5 separate regions of the Mus musculus genome follow, and regions 1, 2, 4 and 5 are each linked to region 3. The links are chromatin contacts, called in public Hi-C and HiChIP or PLAC-seq maps. All regions are on one chromosome and are shown on one strand. The core of a region is the stretch at or near the end of the contact, and the rest is flanking DNA. Distances in the headings are between cores, read along the strand shown. Region 1 holds the start of Sema6d (sema domain, transmembrane domain (TM), and cytoplasmic domain, (semaphorin) 6D). Region 2 holds the start of Slc24a5 (solute carrier family 24, member 5). Region 3 has its middle 29 kb from the start of 4930517E11Rik. Region 4 has its middle 65 kb from the start of Gm39920. Region 5 has its middle 36 kb from the start of Slc24a5.

What was found. Hi-C and Micro-C count contacts between places; a contact is called where the count stands out from the background. HiChIP or PLAC-seq counts read pairs in DNA pulled down with a chosen protein or histone mark.
Region 1: a Hi-C map of cerebral cortex shows a contact between it and region 3, with 4 times the contacts expected there. The contact joins the promoter of Sema6d here to the enhancer-like site in region 3. A contact is called at or near these places in 8 of 39 promoter capture datasets (the 3T3-L1 cell line, 3T3-L1-derived adipocytes, embryonic stem cells and 2 more), 2 of 484 Hi-C or Micro-C datasets (3T3-L1-derived adipocytes and cerebral cortex), 2 of 115 datasets of contacts at active chromatin or transcription factors (embryonic forebrain and neural progenitor cells) and 2 of 9 other capture datasets (adipose tissue and embryonic stem cells).
Region 2: a contact with region 3 is called in a Hi-C map of cerebral cortex, with 5 times the contacts expected there. The contact joins the promoter of Slc24a5 here to the enhancer-like site in region 3. A contact is called at or near these places in 19 of 39 promoter capture datasets (the 3T3-L1 cell line, 3T3-L1-derived adipocytes, the C10 cell line and 10 more), 1 of 15 datasets of contacts at CTCF or cohesin (large pre-B cells), 1 of 484 Hi-C or Micro-C datasets (cerebral cortex), 5 of 115 datasets of contacts at active chromatin or transcription factors (embryonic basal ganglia, embryonic forebrain, embryonic midbrain and 2 more) and 3 of 9 other capture datasets (adipose tissue, embryonic stem cells and liver).
Region 4: a Hi-C map of the N1E-115 cell line shows a contact between it and region 3, with 4 times the contacts expected there. The contact joins two enhancer-like sites. A contact is called at or near these places in 10 of 39 promoter capture datasets (the 3T3-L1 cell line, 3T3-L1-derived adipocytes, the C10 cell line and 5 more), 2 of 484 Hi-C or Micro-C datasets (the N1E-115 cell line and bone marrow-derived macrophages), 4 of 115 datasets of contacts at active chromatin or transcription factors (cardiomyocytes, embryonic basal ganglia, embryonic fibroblasts and 1 more) and 1 of 9 other capture datasets (embryonic stem cells).
Region 5: an H3K4me3 HiChIP or PLAC-seq map of forebrain shows a contact between it and region 3, with 8 times the contacts expected there. The contact joins two enhancer-like sites. A contact is called at or near these places in 11 of 39 promoter capture datasets (the 3T3-L1 cell line, 3T3-L1-derived adipocytes, the C10 cell line and 6 more), 5 of 484 Hi-C or Micro-C datasets (the HPC-7 cell line, bone marrow-derived macrophages, cerebellar granule neurons and 2 more) and 6 of 115 datasets of contacts at active chromatin or transcription factors (SST interneurons, embryonic basal ganglia, embryonic forebrain and 3 more).

Annotation. Positions count from the first base shown.
Region 1 is chr2:124,652,181-124,654,880 of GRCm38.p6, forward strand. Sema6d (sema domain, transmembrane domain (TM), and cytoplasmic domain, (semaphorin) 6D) reads left to right here and starts at 1,401. Exons shown (of 18, transcript NM_199241.3): 1 at 1,401-1,563; 2 at 1,967-2,078; 3 at 2,616-2,676. The coding sequence starts at 1,455.
Region 2 is chr2:125,066,841-125,069,589 of GRCm38.p6, forward strand. Slc24a5 (solute carrier family 24, member 5) reads left to right here and starts at 1,287. Exons shown (of 9, transcript NM_175034.3): 1 at 1,287-1,461; 2 at 1,932-2,111. The coding sequence starts at 1,341.
Region 3 is chr2:124,099,641-124,102,377 of GRCm38.p6, forward strand. It overlaps a transcript of Sema6d not described here. Among named protein-coding and RNA genes, the nearest start is that of 4930517E11Rik, 29 kb to the right of the region's middle. Within about 2 kb of position 1,466, at least 22 of the 459 cell types and tissues checked have an H3K27ac peak or open chromatin away from gene starts, as enhancers often do. A contact at or near this core is called in the N1E-115 cell line, cerebral cortex, forebrain and 1 more, where this site is marked.
Region 4 is chr2:124,857,341-124,860,040 of GRCm38.p6, forward strand. No RefSeq gene overlaps it. Among named protein-coding and RNA genes, the nearest start is that of Gm39920, 65 kb to the left of the region's middle. Within about 2 kb of position 1,386, at least 69 of the 459 cell types and tissues checked have an H3K27ac peak or open chromatin away from gene starts, as enhancers often do. A contact at or near this core is called in the N1E-115 cell line, where this site is marked.
Region 5 is chr2:125,030,674-125,033,373 of GRCm38.p6, forward strand. No RefSeq gene overlaps it. Among named protein-coding and RNA genes, the nearest start is that of Slc24a5, 36 kb to the right of the region's middle. Within about 2 kb of position 1,343, at least 60 of the 459 cell types and tissues checked have an H3K27ac peak or open chromatin away from gene starts, as enhancers often do. A contact at or near this core is called in forebrain and hippocampal neurons, where this site is marked.

The DNA.
Region 1 (2,700 bases), core at 151-2,650, 550 kb after region 3:
CACTTACACTTTAATTCAAAAGAAAATACGTGTGGACAGTGCATATTTACATTTTTTCAATTTACTGAATGATTGTATTCTCCAGAATTTGAGATGGCTGTTTATAACTTGCCTCCATGGTTCTTAAGTGTACAAACAGAAGCTATTATATTAACCATTGACAGCTTTGGTTGTGTAAAGAGCCATACCCTTGGTATCTCACAATCACGCCTCTCCCATTGGCTCAGAAAACCCAATTTTTTTTTCCAATGAGTTGCTAACATTTACAGATCTTTTAACTCTGTTCTCATAGTTTTATTGGGTTATTGATCTATAGGAACTGTACATATTTAATGTGTGATTTAATATCTGTGAAACATAACTTCAATAAAAATGATGAATATAACCATTTCTCTCAAAAAGTCTCCTTGTAATACCATCTGTTTGAAAGAAACACGCCCCTTTATTTCCTCAATCTAGTTTGGAGCAATATGTCTGGTCAGGGACTCAGCTGACTGATCTAGACCCCAGCCTTGCCCTAAAGTCACCATGAAAGTCAGAGTGAATTCCTTCTTTTTGCCAGCCCTTAGTTTTCCCATTTAACAAAGGAAGGTGTTAAGCTTGAGGGTCCCCAAGGCCTCCTACAGCTCAAAAACAGAAACAATAAAACTAAGAGGGCAGTGTACTTAGAGTATTGGTTTGGGTCTGAATGGTTTTACTTTAGAATCTAGGTGTCCCTAGAGGCTGGGGACCAGCTGGCCTACTCTGTCACTCCCTGCTTTACTGATTGGTTTTCATGGAATCATTTTATTTCTTTTCAATCCCTTTCACCCTAATACAAGGTCACTGACCTCTTTCCACGTTGGTCTTCAAAACACCTAATTCAGAATATAGAACTGTGACTTGGGCGGCGATGCTGGACCTGCAGCAGCTAGATCTAGATGTTTGATGCTCTACGGCAACAGTGGCTGAGGACAAGGTCATCAGCTCTGGCTTTTCAAGACAGTTTAGGTCTTTCCTGGGAGAAAGAAACATGTTGTATCTATGTATTTCAGGACTGGGGGAAGGGATGCAGATTGGAGTTTAATTAAAATTCGGATCCCTCTTTTGCCCACTTCCTTGCCAAGTTGGGAGCCAACCCTTCTGTGTGGGGTTCTGGAGATTTTGCTGTGATAACAAAGAGTTGCCTTCAAAATTCTGGCAAATGTACCGAAAGCCTCAATATGCTCACCAGGTGCTTCAGCGAGGCCTGGCTCGGTGCTGCCTTTTGTCTGTTCTTGCAGATACCTGTCTACCACTGCTAGGTCTCTTGATAAATAGGGAACTATAGAAAGAGGTGGGCAAAAATTTGAGCGGGCTACAAACGAGAAACCAGTTTCACCACAGCGTAAAGGTCTTTCCATAATGCTTTTGTCTTCTAGGTAGCTAAGTGGGACTTCTGAGGAGGGGGAGCTCAGATTTCTTCTTGGCCAACCATGGGGTTCCTTCTGCTTTGGTTCTGCGTGCTGTTCCTTCTGGTCTCCAGGTTACGGGCGGTCAGCTTCCCAGAAGACGATGAGCCCCTCAACACGGTTGACTATCACTGTAAGTCACACAAAGCCATTTCCTCGTTTGCAACGGAAGCCTTTTGTTTGTCTTTGCCTAGGTCTATTCATTTTCAGCATCAGAGACAAATTTTAATATGTCTTTACAATGTTTTGCACATTAAATCATCTGCAGTCTTTCCCTCGGCTGTGCAGAAACTGAGCCAGTTCTGTTGGGCGCCATCCTGCAGCAGCCCAGACATAGAGATTATATATTTTCAGTAAAAAAGAAAAAGACCATTTGCTGACAATTCTCCATCTTTTACTAATTTATATTCAAGACCTTAAGAGAGGAATTTAGTTAAAACCCTTCCTACAAGTGCTATATACAGCTAATCAATGCTGGCTATTGATTCTTCAGCTCTGTAATCCTGACTGATGGTTTAGCCCATTTTTACTTGCAGATTCAAGGCAATATCCGGTTTTTAGAGGACGCCCTTCAGGCAACGAATCGCAGCACAGGCTGGACTTTCAGCTGATGTTGAAAATTCGAGACACACTTTATATTGCTGGCAGGTAATTTTCCTTTCGTTGGTTTATTAGATTAAAATTCTTTTCTCTTGTGGTGCTTGCATTAATGTGTCTAGTTCATGAAAAACTAATATGTGATTGTGATCAAAAACTGCAAGTAGCCAAAAAATACTCTCATGAAGAGCGTGCTGGGTACCAGGATAGAAAGCAAAGTTAAAGCGTTCAGTGTCACATCCAGAAATCACACATCATTATTTTGTCCCAAAGCAGTGGGGTTGGGGGAAATCATTCTTTATTCTTTCTTAACTTAGACTTTTTCAGGCAAATATCAGAAATATGTCTGTGCTTATGCCCAGTCAGTTTGCCCCAAGCCTGGAGAGAAAGGCTGTGCTTGTCCTGGCTGCAGCAATGCATAGAAGCATCTCACTAATGAGAAAGTACCCTGTTGACTTTGTTCAAGTCACAGAGAAGCCAGATGATCTTCAAAGCACAGTAATGGCAGATCTGTAGAGGTGAAACAAGAAACAGCATATAGCATTGATGCATTCGCAAGGTATGACTGAACTGCCTTGTTTCCAACAGGGATCAAGTCTATACAGTGAACTTAAATGAAATCCCCCAAACAGAGGTGATACCAAGCAAGGTGAGCAGCTAGCTACAGAGGGCG
Region 2 (2,749 bases), core at 37-2,536, 970 kb after region 3:
GACCAGGCATCCCAGTCTCGGCTCCACAGGGCACATCCGGAAAGCTGAGTGTCAGAGAGGTTTCCACCAGGAAGGTGCTGGGTGGTTTTTAAACAGCGCAAGCTCATGAACAGCCAGGAGCAGCTCACTCTTTTACACCAGATGCAACAAGCTCTACATCAAAGGCTTGGCACCTTGATTTTTAATTTATCAGTTAATTCATTGTTTGATATTGCATATGTGCATATAATACATTCCTGTCACACCAATTTTATGTACAAAGCAAAGGAATCATAACAGTTGCAAAGCTACAGAATTTCTTCATGGCAGTTTTTAATCTCAGTCCAAGAAATAAGTAATGCCAGACAGGTGACAGAATAACAGAACAATGGCCCCACGGAAGAGACTGTCCTACAAAGGTTACATTTGCCATATAGTACGCACCAAACCAAAAGAGAGGTGATCTCTGCCTTATAGATAGTGGAAGGAAGGAACAGAGAGGTTAAGTACTTGCCTAAGGTCACACAGCTAAGAAACATTGCTTGAACTCAACCACCCTTGTGGTCTCCCCCAGACCCTGTGCCATCAGCCACAGGTTGCTCCACGGCTACAGGTTTTCAGGATCTTGGCAAACTACAGAATGCATTTGAATGCTGTCTGCCTTGTCCAATTAGCATTTTATACAGCTCCTTCTGGCAAAAAGCACAGCTGATCTATGATCAAACAGCATCCAGTCTGTCTCCTGAATAGTTCGTGGCGCTGTGGGCGGCTCTCAATCCCCATAGCTGCCACCTTCACTCACGCGGCCCTCATTTCCCAGTTCAACTGTTACAGTCACCTCCTAATTGACCTTTCTGTCTCTGGCTCTAACTGTAGATGAACATCCAAATAAAATTACAAAGCGTGCCCTGGTAGGCAGAGTATATATACACCTGCCCAAATAATTCCTAGAAACAACGGCTATTGGGAAGGGGGTGGAGGGCGGGGGGGGGGGGGGGGGGACAGCATCAAGCAAACCCAGGTCCTCTCAAATCTAGAGGAAGTCAAAGGCAGAGTCTGTGTGAAGATATTAAAGAGATCCGGCATGAGCAGAATTGCAGACTGCCTGGGCCTGCCATCAGAGTCCCGCATGGAAACAGCTGTAGTCGGTGTTTATCTGCACCCCTCCCTAACTCTTCCAACTTCCCTAGGACTTGGATCTCCTGATCAGAGAAGCCAGGCTGTCTCCCTTGCTGGCCTCCTAAGCTGCGACACCCCCCTCCCCCCGCAGGCACTGGGGAGGAAGGAGACTGCTCACATGATTCAGCATAAGTCTCCCTTGCTCCCTTCCTGAACCACACACTGCAAAGAGCACGCTGGAAATGCGGACAAAATGGGGCCCAACTTGGACAAGGAGGGTCCTGCTGCTGGGGATCTTTTGGGTCTCTGCATACCTGCCTGTCCGTGGTGTCTCCCTGCCCCCGCGCCTCCCAAGGGCCACAGGTAGGTGGCAGTGGGCCCAGACACCCCAGTCCCACGTAGAGATGTGGGATGGAGAGGGGAATGGCCTTGCCCCCTCCCCATCCCCGACTCCTGCTGTATCTGCTCTGCTTCGGAGCCCTGCCGAGGATGGGAAGCGCTCTTGATCAGCCAATGCGTCCTCAAGAGCGTTCTGTAGTAGTTCAGAGACCAAGGGGTGGACAGGGCTGCTCTTCTTATTGTTGGAGACATGATCAGTGCATTCTTCCCATTTAGAAGCAGACACAGAGAGGCGCTGTAATAATGCCTCCCTCCAACTCTCTTCTATCAGCTTATTTCATGAAATAATCTCTTACAAAGGCTATCTAAGGCTTTGAATCATACTCGTATTTCCACCAACTTCCCCATATCCCTCCCAAATACCCCAGTTTAGGCTTTGTGGGCTTCAGACGTGTGACTCCCACATCTTGTGATCTTTTCCTTTTCCTCGGCAGGAAACAGCACGCAATGTGCTGTCTCTCCAGCATCGGAGTTTCCCGAAGGGTTCTTCACCAAGCAGGAGAGCACGGATGGAGGTATCGTAATCTACTTCCTCATTATCCTCTACATGTGCATGGCCATCTCCATCGTCTGCGACAAGTACTTCTTGCCCTCCCTGGAAATCATCAGTGACTGTAAGTTGCCGGGAAGGTCTCCTATGACCTTCCGGAAGAGCTGTTGTCACACAGATGTGTCCATCTCAGCTGGTGGCAGAGCACCCATGTCTGTCCTGGGGTTCTGTGGGGTCCATCCTGGGAGTCCAGGCAGAAGCACGTTTTTTTCAGTTGTTATTATACATGGCTAGCTTCCAGAAGGTTCCTTTTGTTCCAGCACCCCAGGGGCTGTTAAGGAACAGCACCCCCCCCCCCCGGTTTTTTGTACCACTGGGTGCCTGGTCCTCACTGTTTTCTATTTCAAACCCTTTTCACTTGGGCTCTGTGAGTGGGGCAGAAGGAGATGTGGCCAAGGACCTCCTTTCTCTCTACTCCTTGACTGGCATCCTGCAGTTAAGAGAACTGAAATTCATGAACCAATAAGTAAATAAATTCTAAACTCCAAGTAATGGGACCTCAGCTATCAGGTAATAACAACCCTGGGTGCAAAGTGTTAGTAGATTCTGAAGATAAGCTCAGATACGCAAAGCCTGTGGCGCTGTAGATTTCCCAGAACTCTGAATAGGAAGCATCGCTTTGTGGATGCTCTGGTTCCTAACACGAGGAAAAATGATAGCTGTTCATCCACACGGAGCTGCCGAAGTCTGCAGCCTCTCTCA
Region 3 (2,737 bases), core at 216-2,715:
AACCAGCTTTAGTTATTGGGTATCATAAAATAAAAACATAGCTATATTCTTCCTTGGACTCAGCTGTTTTTTTTTTAAATGGAAGCCATTCAAACATGGATATGAGTATTGTGACTGTGTCTCTCTACAGATGGACTTTTTTTCTTTCAAGGAACAGTACATGTGGGAAAATATATTTTCTTCATTGTTTCTGATCATAAAGTTGTGACAATACAGTTTTATGGAAGGCAGTGCTCTTTTGGTCTTGCCAGGAGGTGTCACTACAGCTCTCTGACTAACAGCACATCCAGTAGGGACCAATTGGTACTCACCTGCATCTTCTCAGAGGCCCAATGTTCTCTCTGCTGGGTTACCCGGAGGAAATGCAATAGGACAGTAGAATTATTTCCAGAATCCTATTTCCCCAAACAATTATTTTTAGGTTGTGAATTAGTTGAAACTAAAAACCCAAACCAAAACAAATGTCTTTACTATTTTGGAAGTAAGTACTATACTTTCTTTTGAGTAATGATCAAACATTGTGAAAAGAAAGAGCAAGAAGCAGAGGAAGGGAAATAGGTGGGTGTAGACTTCTGAAAGAAGTGAAGCCCACAGTGATAGCCCAGGGTGACAGCCCAGGGTGACAGCTTGCCCTGGAGCATCTCCTGACTCAGTGTTTTCTCTCTTGCCTGACTTGGCAGTTGGGCAGTTGGTATTCTGTGTCCTGCCTCTTTTTCCTATCTGGATAAGTCTAATTTTCAAAAAGCTTGTATTAAGAGTTATATACCATCTTTACTTGTTGATTAGTATAATTTCAGTCTCCTCCACAATGTGATAAGATGGGGTAGTTACTGTATTTTCCTATGTAAGAAAAAAATGGACATTGGAAAAATATTGTACACAGCACCCATGTGTACATCATACTTTTATGGGGATTAGGGATTTGACCCATCGGATTTCAACAGCCACTAAAGAATTGTCCCCCTACAGCAGGTGTTCTTTCTGTCTTTTTCTCTGTGTGATCCTGACTGAATTGGAGCTCCACACAATACCCAGTGCTCACTTTGTGTGAACAACACACCTTGAAGGTGTGGCTTTCTCTTTCCTTGTATGTAGTGCTTCGTGAAGAGTCTAGACATTTTGAAAAGTGACCTGATATTTCTGTTTCTAAAATGACACATAAGACCCACAACAATGACCAATAAAGTGGGTGGATGAGACAAAAGATGTGCTCAAGGGTGAGCCTCCCCAGCCTTGAGTCTGGAAAGAAGGAAAGACTGTGGCACACTTGGCTTCACCTAGTGCCGCTGCCTCCACGTGGTCCACTAATCAATGAGCCATGGGACAGAAAGGCTCAGCTTTTTTGTCAAGTAGTAAAACAGAATGGGGGGCTTAGCTCAGCCCGAAGGGTCTCTTTGACTGTTGGGAACAGACTGGCGTTCGTGGAGCTGTGTTTCCTGCCGCCCTCCAGGTGGCAGCCTGGCCCCGCTGTTAGACATGCTCTGGTTTCAACCATTTTTAACATTGCCAGACTCAGGACTGTTTCTCAGCACATTTAATTCCCTGGGAATGATGAACTGCGCTTCAGCTCACTGCACCCTAGGGTGATTGAGCCTGCAGTATTTTGGAATCTGCAGAGACTTTTTGGGCTGTCATTTGATTGAAAAAAGCTGCCATATTTTGGATATTTTGTCCCCTTTAGAGCTGTCCTGGCAGACTGTATCTGCCCAGAAGCAATCTATAGGAGAACACTTTAAAAGCATATATATACTTTCTCTTAAAATATGAGGAACTTAAACAAGCTTACAATTTATTCCATTATTTGATCTTCTATCTATTTCATGGCTTTGTTCTTCTTTGGTTCTGAAATAATATTTCTTTCCACCTGACTTAAAGCAAATCCTCTCTAGAAGGTAGCTTATGTTAATTGACTGAGTATTTTGAAAGAATGCAGGCAGAGCTATGTGGAATGTCTTAATTTAAATGAAGCTGTAAGCCTTTTCATATTGTAAGCAGAGGTATTTAAAAGTAAGATGATTAGAAACTGCTGAAGTTGCACACAATTCAAGAGAATGTGAAAGACGTTAGAATGAGCGGCTGGCACAGGGCTGCAGTGTCCGTGTATTCTAAATATACATGTAATATCAATTATGGAAGAAAACCAACAAAGGATCTTAGGCTTGTCAGCTTGCATTTGTGTGGCTGCTTCTTTTCATGAGAATTTTTAGTAACTGGGAAAAGTGCCAGATACTAAATGCTGGAAAACGACACATGAATAGGATATAGTAGATCTTAGCACTGTTGAGGGGGAAAAAAAAGTCACTTACGAGTTTAGAAAGCTTTTCTCTGTCAGTGTGGCCAAATTCGCGCTTTGATTTGCAGTGGTTTAGACTTATAAGTCACCTGTGGTTGGCTTTGGGCCATGGTTAGTAGCATCTTCAACGGAATCTTCTAGATAACTTCTGAGAACCATTGTTCTCTACCCCTGTGAGATTTGATCCCCTGCCATAAAACATTCTCTCAAGGCAGCTTGTAAGAGCATATAAGCTTGTGTTCTATACAGAACCTTAGATTCTAGATGTGGAAAAAACCTAGCTTTACTGACTCACCATTAGCCGACAGTGAATTTGGTCTCTGAAAGCTGATAGTGTAGTGAACCATTAGGAGAATGGCAGGGATGGGCCTCTCCACTTCTCTTTTCAAGTTAGGTTGTAGCCATTGACTGGGATGTTAATCTATCTGTCTTTTTGTGAATTTT
Region 4 (2,700 bases), core at 136-2,635, 760 kb after region 3:
AGATAGATAGTAGATAGATAGATAGTAGATAGATAGATAGATAGATAGATAGTAGATAGATAGATAGATAGATAGTAGATAGATAGATAGATAGATAGATAGATAGTAGATAGATAGATAGATAGATAGATAGATAGATAGATAGATAGATACAGACAGACAGACAGACAGACAGACAGACAGATAGACAGATAGACAGATAGACAGATAGACAGATAGACAGATAGATAGATAGTAGATAGATAGATAGATAGACAGACAGACAGACAGACAGATAGACAGATAGACAGATAGACAGATAGACAGACAGACAGACAGACAGACAGACAGACAGACAGATAGATAGTAGATAGATAGACAGACAGACAGATAGATAGATAGATAAACAGACGGATAGATAGATAGATAGATAGATAGTAGATAGATAGATAGAAAGAAGACAGACAGACAGACAGATAGATAGACAGACAGACAGACAGATAGTAGATAGATAGATAGATAGACAGACAGACAGACAGACAGACAGATAGTAGATAGATAGACAGACAGACAGACAGACAGACAGACAGTAGATAGATAGATAGATAGATAGATAGATAGATAGATAGATAGATAGATAGACAGACAGATAGATAGACAGATAGATAGACAGATAGATAACTGGAATGTATAGAAACACTGAGGTCAGAGAGGCAGATCCCCCATGTGGCCTGTGGTAGGGACAACTCTTGGAGCTGAAGTGCCCCATCCTTGGTGACTTTGGGGTGCAGTCTGTTCTTTGTCTTGAGGCTGTATGACCTATAGCTCAGTCCTTGTCACAAAGAAAGAAATCAAACCCTAGAGTGGGGAGCCTGTGTGAGCCACGGTCTACATGGGGCAGAGGTTGATTGAAGGCACAGGGAAGCAGAAATAGACGCAAGGTCATATCTCTGTTAGTCCTGCCTCCAAGTGTCGGAGTCTTTCCAAAATCTCAAGTCCCAAAGGCATGTGCCCACCTGTGTCTCTTCCAAGAGATCTGATTGTTGGGACCAGAATGCATGACTAACACCAGTCACCCTGGGGGATCTGTCTAATGAGATCTATCCTCTATCTACCCAGCTATGTATCTACCTACCTAATTTTCTCTCTTTTCACATTTGTACTTCCCTTCCCTGACAATGAGAAGCCTGACTCCCATTATCTTAAAATGTTTCCTTGTCTGCTCAACATCCCAGGAGGCACCCCACATCCTGTGGCTGACTCACACATCCCTCACCTCCCGCCTCCTCTGGCAGGCTGCCCTCTCCCAAGGTTTTCTGAATTGTTCAGAAAAGGAAGGGATAGGGATATCCCAGGAAGGAAGGACAGGAAAGGGAAGGGTGGGGCATAAAAGGAGAAGGAAGTACCTCTGCCCTTTTGATTATGTAAAATAAGAATGTTTCAGTGCGCATTCCCAGCTTAGTCAGTGCTGTAAGCATGTTAGTCAGAGACACATGGACCTATGCCAAGGGGAAACTGATATAACCATTGGAGGGCACCCTCGTTTCAAGCCTTGGGGCATTGCAAAGAAGCCACTGCTTTGGTCAAGCTTTCTGGCATAACTGTAGCCTCCTCCATAGCAATCTCTGGATACTTGTAACCAGGAAAATAGAGCCTAAGATGTGACTTATACCTTAGGGCGTCTAAGAAAGAGACTGAGCTGCTGTGTTTAGTACCCACAGATGTGAAGGGTGATCACAGAATTCCTGGGGAAAGACGGATGCTCCACCTGATGCCCAGGATGCCTGCTATTTATCTGCACAAGTGCTCTCAAGGGTGTGTGTGCACTCATAGGAGACGCCACCTGCTTTGACAAAGGGCTACCCGTGGGTAGGTTGTTTGTGTCTGTGGCAGTGGGTAGAGGCTGGATACCCAGCTTCACAGTGTGCCCTGCAGCAGCTAGAGCACTTCTCAGAGACCTCCACTCAAGTGAAGCTGGAATTCTTGAATTCTCCACAGAAAAAGAAACTTGGGGTAAGCTTGGAAGAAGCAGAGTAGGAGGGGTGATGATCTTTATGCAAATCTAAGCACAGAGTTAAGAGAGAGGCTCTGGGGAAGGGCAGTATGCTCCGAAGGTGTGGGTTTGCACTTCTCAGATGCATCCACAGTAGCTTCACATAGGATTTCTGTTTATATTCTTCACACGGTTTCTTAGGATACCTTACACACACCCCACACTCACACACACACACACACACACACACACACACACACACACACACACCTTTTCCTCTTGTTGGTAAATGACATCATAGGGTGGCTCTGAAGGTACCATGGACAGGATGGCAGTATGAAAAGGCCACATGGGTCACCAAGGGTTGCACAGGAGACAAAGAAATGTGTACTTTGGTGGGTTTTATTTTTTGATTTCTTGTTTGTTTTTTCTTTAGAGGGAGAGGCTCTTTTGAGATTGATAGAAAAGTGCGAGTTTGTAGCTTGGAAAGTAGCAAGGGCATGTGAGTTATGCCTTAAATATGGAACATCGGTAGTTTAACATTCTTATTTGAATCAATGTTATTTGGGAGGAAAGCAGTAGAAAGGGACTATTGAGCACTGGTTGCTTTTCCAAAAGTCCCAGGTTCAGTTCCCATCAACCTCACAACAGTCTGAAACACCAGTTCCAGGGTATGGGACACTCTCTTCTGACGTCTGCAAGAACGTGCCACTTAAATTTGCAAGCAA
Region 5 (2,700 bases), core at 93-2,592, 930 kb after region 3:
ACCTAAAAGGATAGTTAAGTCCTGCAAAGACATAAACTAAAACTACAATTTTCTGTGCGGTATCCAGGAACAGATAACTGAAGAGCCTCCCACGGGAAAGGCGTTCCTGTTTCCTCTTTTCATAATAACAGAAAACAAAGGCAAGCTTCCATGATGAATGTGGATTTTATTCTCTCTTTAATGCGCCTTACTCCGGATGTTACAAACACTGTTGTGTTTGATGTGCTCTGCTGCCCTTTCATTCACATGCTGCTCTCAGACTTTTGAAAAATAATGGGAAAGGGCTGAGTTAGGTGGGAATTCGTGTGCTGAAACTTAGGTGGCATTTGGTTAAGATATCAACTATAGAATCATTTGGGGGTCAGACAATGATAGCAATGATACATTGAATTGTTGAGCTGGTGATTGGCGGGCCTGTGAGCTTAAAGGCCCCCTCTCCTTTCCGGCTGTTGCCAACACCAAACTCAGAAACAAAAGCATAGTGCACCAGGGGAGGTCCTTCTCCTGGGAGCCCACAAGCACAAAGTCAGGCAGGCTGCCCATGGCAGCCGAGGTTGGAAACTTGGCACTTTCATGCATGGGTCAGAAGCGCCAAAAAGAATAAAGAGCCAGAAGGTGGATCAGTCTCTTTATCCTGGACATCCATCATTTCTTCCTAGATGATTCCGACAGTAAGAGTGGCACTTGTCCAGGGGAGTTCCCTCTCGGGTCATATCCTCATAAGTCATGATGTGCTTCCCTCCCACAAGTCCACACCAAGGACGAGCACTTCAGGTTGAACAGGGAGCCACTGTAGGCACCTAAGAGGGATGGCAGAGCCTGGCACTGACGGAGACGTCTGAGGAGACAAAAGACACTGTCCAACAGGCTGAAGTTCAGAAACGTTGATGCCTCATTCCTTATAACATTTCCTATCGACTTGGAAAAAAATCATTGTAATAAGAAGTCTGACACTGCAGTCTTCACAGAAGAAACAGAAGAGAAACGGACCAAGCTGGAGGTGGCTCACACAGAGGGCTGTGGAGATGAAGCCACCTGGGGGTGATTCAGGAAGATGGTACAAGGTTAAAGGAAAGCATCCAGGAACTCTGGCAGGCTAAGGGAGCCTGGAGGAGCAGCCTTGAGAATCAAAGCATGGCTGCTCTTTTTTCCCCCCCTGCCTAAATCATTATATATTAGCTACAAATTTAGTTTGTTGGCCAACACTCAAAAGTGACATATGGCCAATAAAAGGTTCGGAGTTTTCCATCTGCTGCTCAACTTTATCGTGGCTTCCACACACACAGCACCATGTCAGGGCGAGCACGCGTCAGAATCCTTTCCTGCGCCGGCACAGCCTGTTAAATGGGCACTGTTCTAAGACAGCATATGCCACCACCACAGCAGAAGGCCTCACAGGTTGATATGCTCGTTCTTTGAAATCTGTTCCACTCTCAGATCCAACTGTCTTCCTGAAGCTTCAGGACAAAAATGACTGAGCAGAACCCTCTGCAATGTCCCAGGCAGTGGCGCAGTAACTGCCACAGCGCAGCACCCCAGAGGCATTGTCTAGATACTCAGCAGAAAGCTTGTGAGACAACACTCTGGGTACTCGATAAAACCCAAAGCCAAATGCAAAGGAGTTGGCAAGAGCCGGGGCTAGGATTTGGAAACTGTATCCATTGGCATTAAAACGCAAAGAGAAGTCGTCTATTTTCCTGGCTCTGGATCTTTCATTTCCCCTACCTTGAAACTAGAATTGTCTGCAGCTGAGCACACCACGGCTAGGTGGCCCAATTTGTAATGTTCAGGAATCAGTCAGCCTGCTTGCTCCTTGTAAGCGCTGTCCTTCTGCCATGCATCTGGAGACACGGTGCTGGCTGGTCCTTTGTGCATTGCAGCTAGGACAGGATTTTTTTATTGCAAAACCTTGTGATGATCCAGACACTCCAAATCATTCTAACCATTTTCTGACTGCTGTGTTCTAAAAAGCACGGCCCTGGAGAGGGAATGAGAGCCATGGTGGTTTCTCTGTTCAAGCAGAAGAAAAGACGATGGGGAAATGGCGATCTGCTGTACCCGCAGGGAATGAGGCGGGAGGGCCGATCCCACAATGCTTTGCGTGATGCTGTATGTATGGTGATGCTGTCTCCCCTCCCTGCTCTGCACCTGTCAGAATCGATTGCTAGAGGCAGAGAGGAAAAATTCGGGTGAGACTCAAAGCACGCCTGTGGCTCCTCTTTGAAGTCTGTTGGCAAATGTTGGGGTAGAGAGACAGACAGGAGAGGAAGAAAGACTTACTGGAACACTACACAGGAACTGACTTAAAAAAAAAAAAAAAAAAAAAAAAAAAAAAAAAGAATCCCTGAGACTGTGAGGTGTCACAAATTCTCACCATGAATCATTTGCAACAGAAATGGGCCCTTGGTCCTGACAGACAGCGTGGATTTAGGAAGATGGATTCCTCCTGAGTTCAGCAAGAGGCTGTGGCAAAGAGGCCAGCAGGGCTTGGGGTTTGGCTGAGACACAGTCCTTTCTCCAATGTGCTGACTTGGTGGAAACTCTGTCCACAGGAGCCAGCCTCTCTGGAGACTCTAATTTTTTAACTCGCGTGTATGTGAGGGAAACTTTAATCTCTCTGCCTCTGACTCATTTATGCTTTAACTCATGCAAGAGTTGCTTTGTTCTGTGTTACTCGACGTCTAGTTAGTTAGAGTTTAA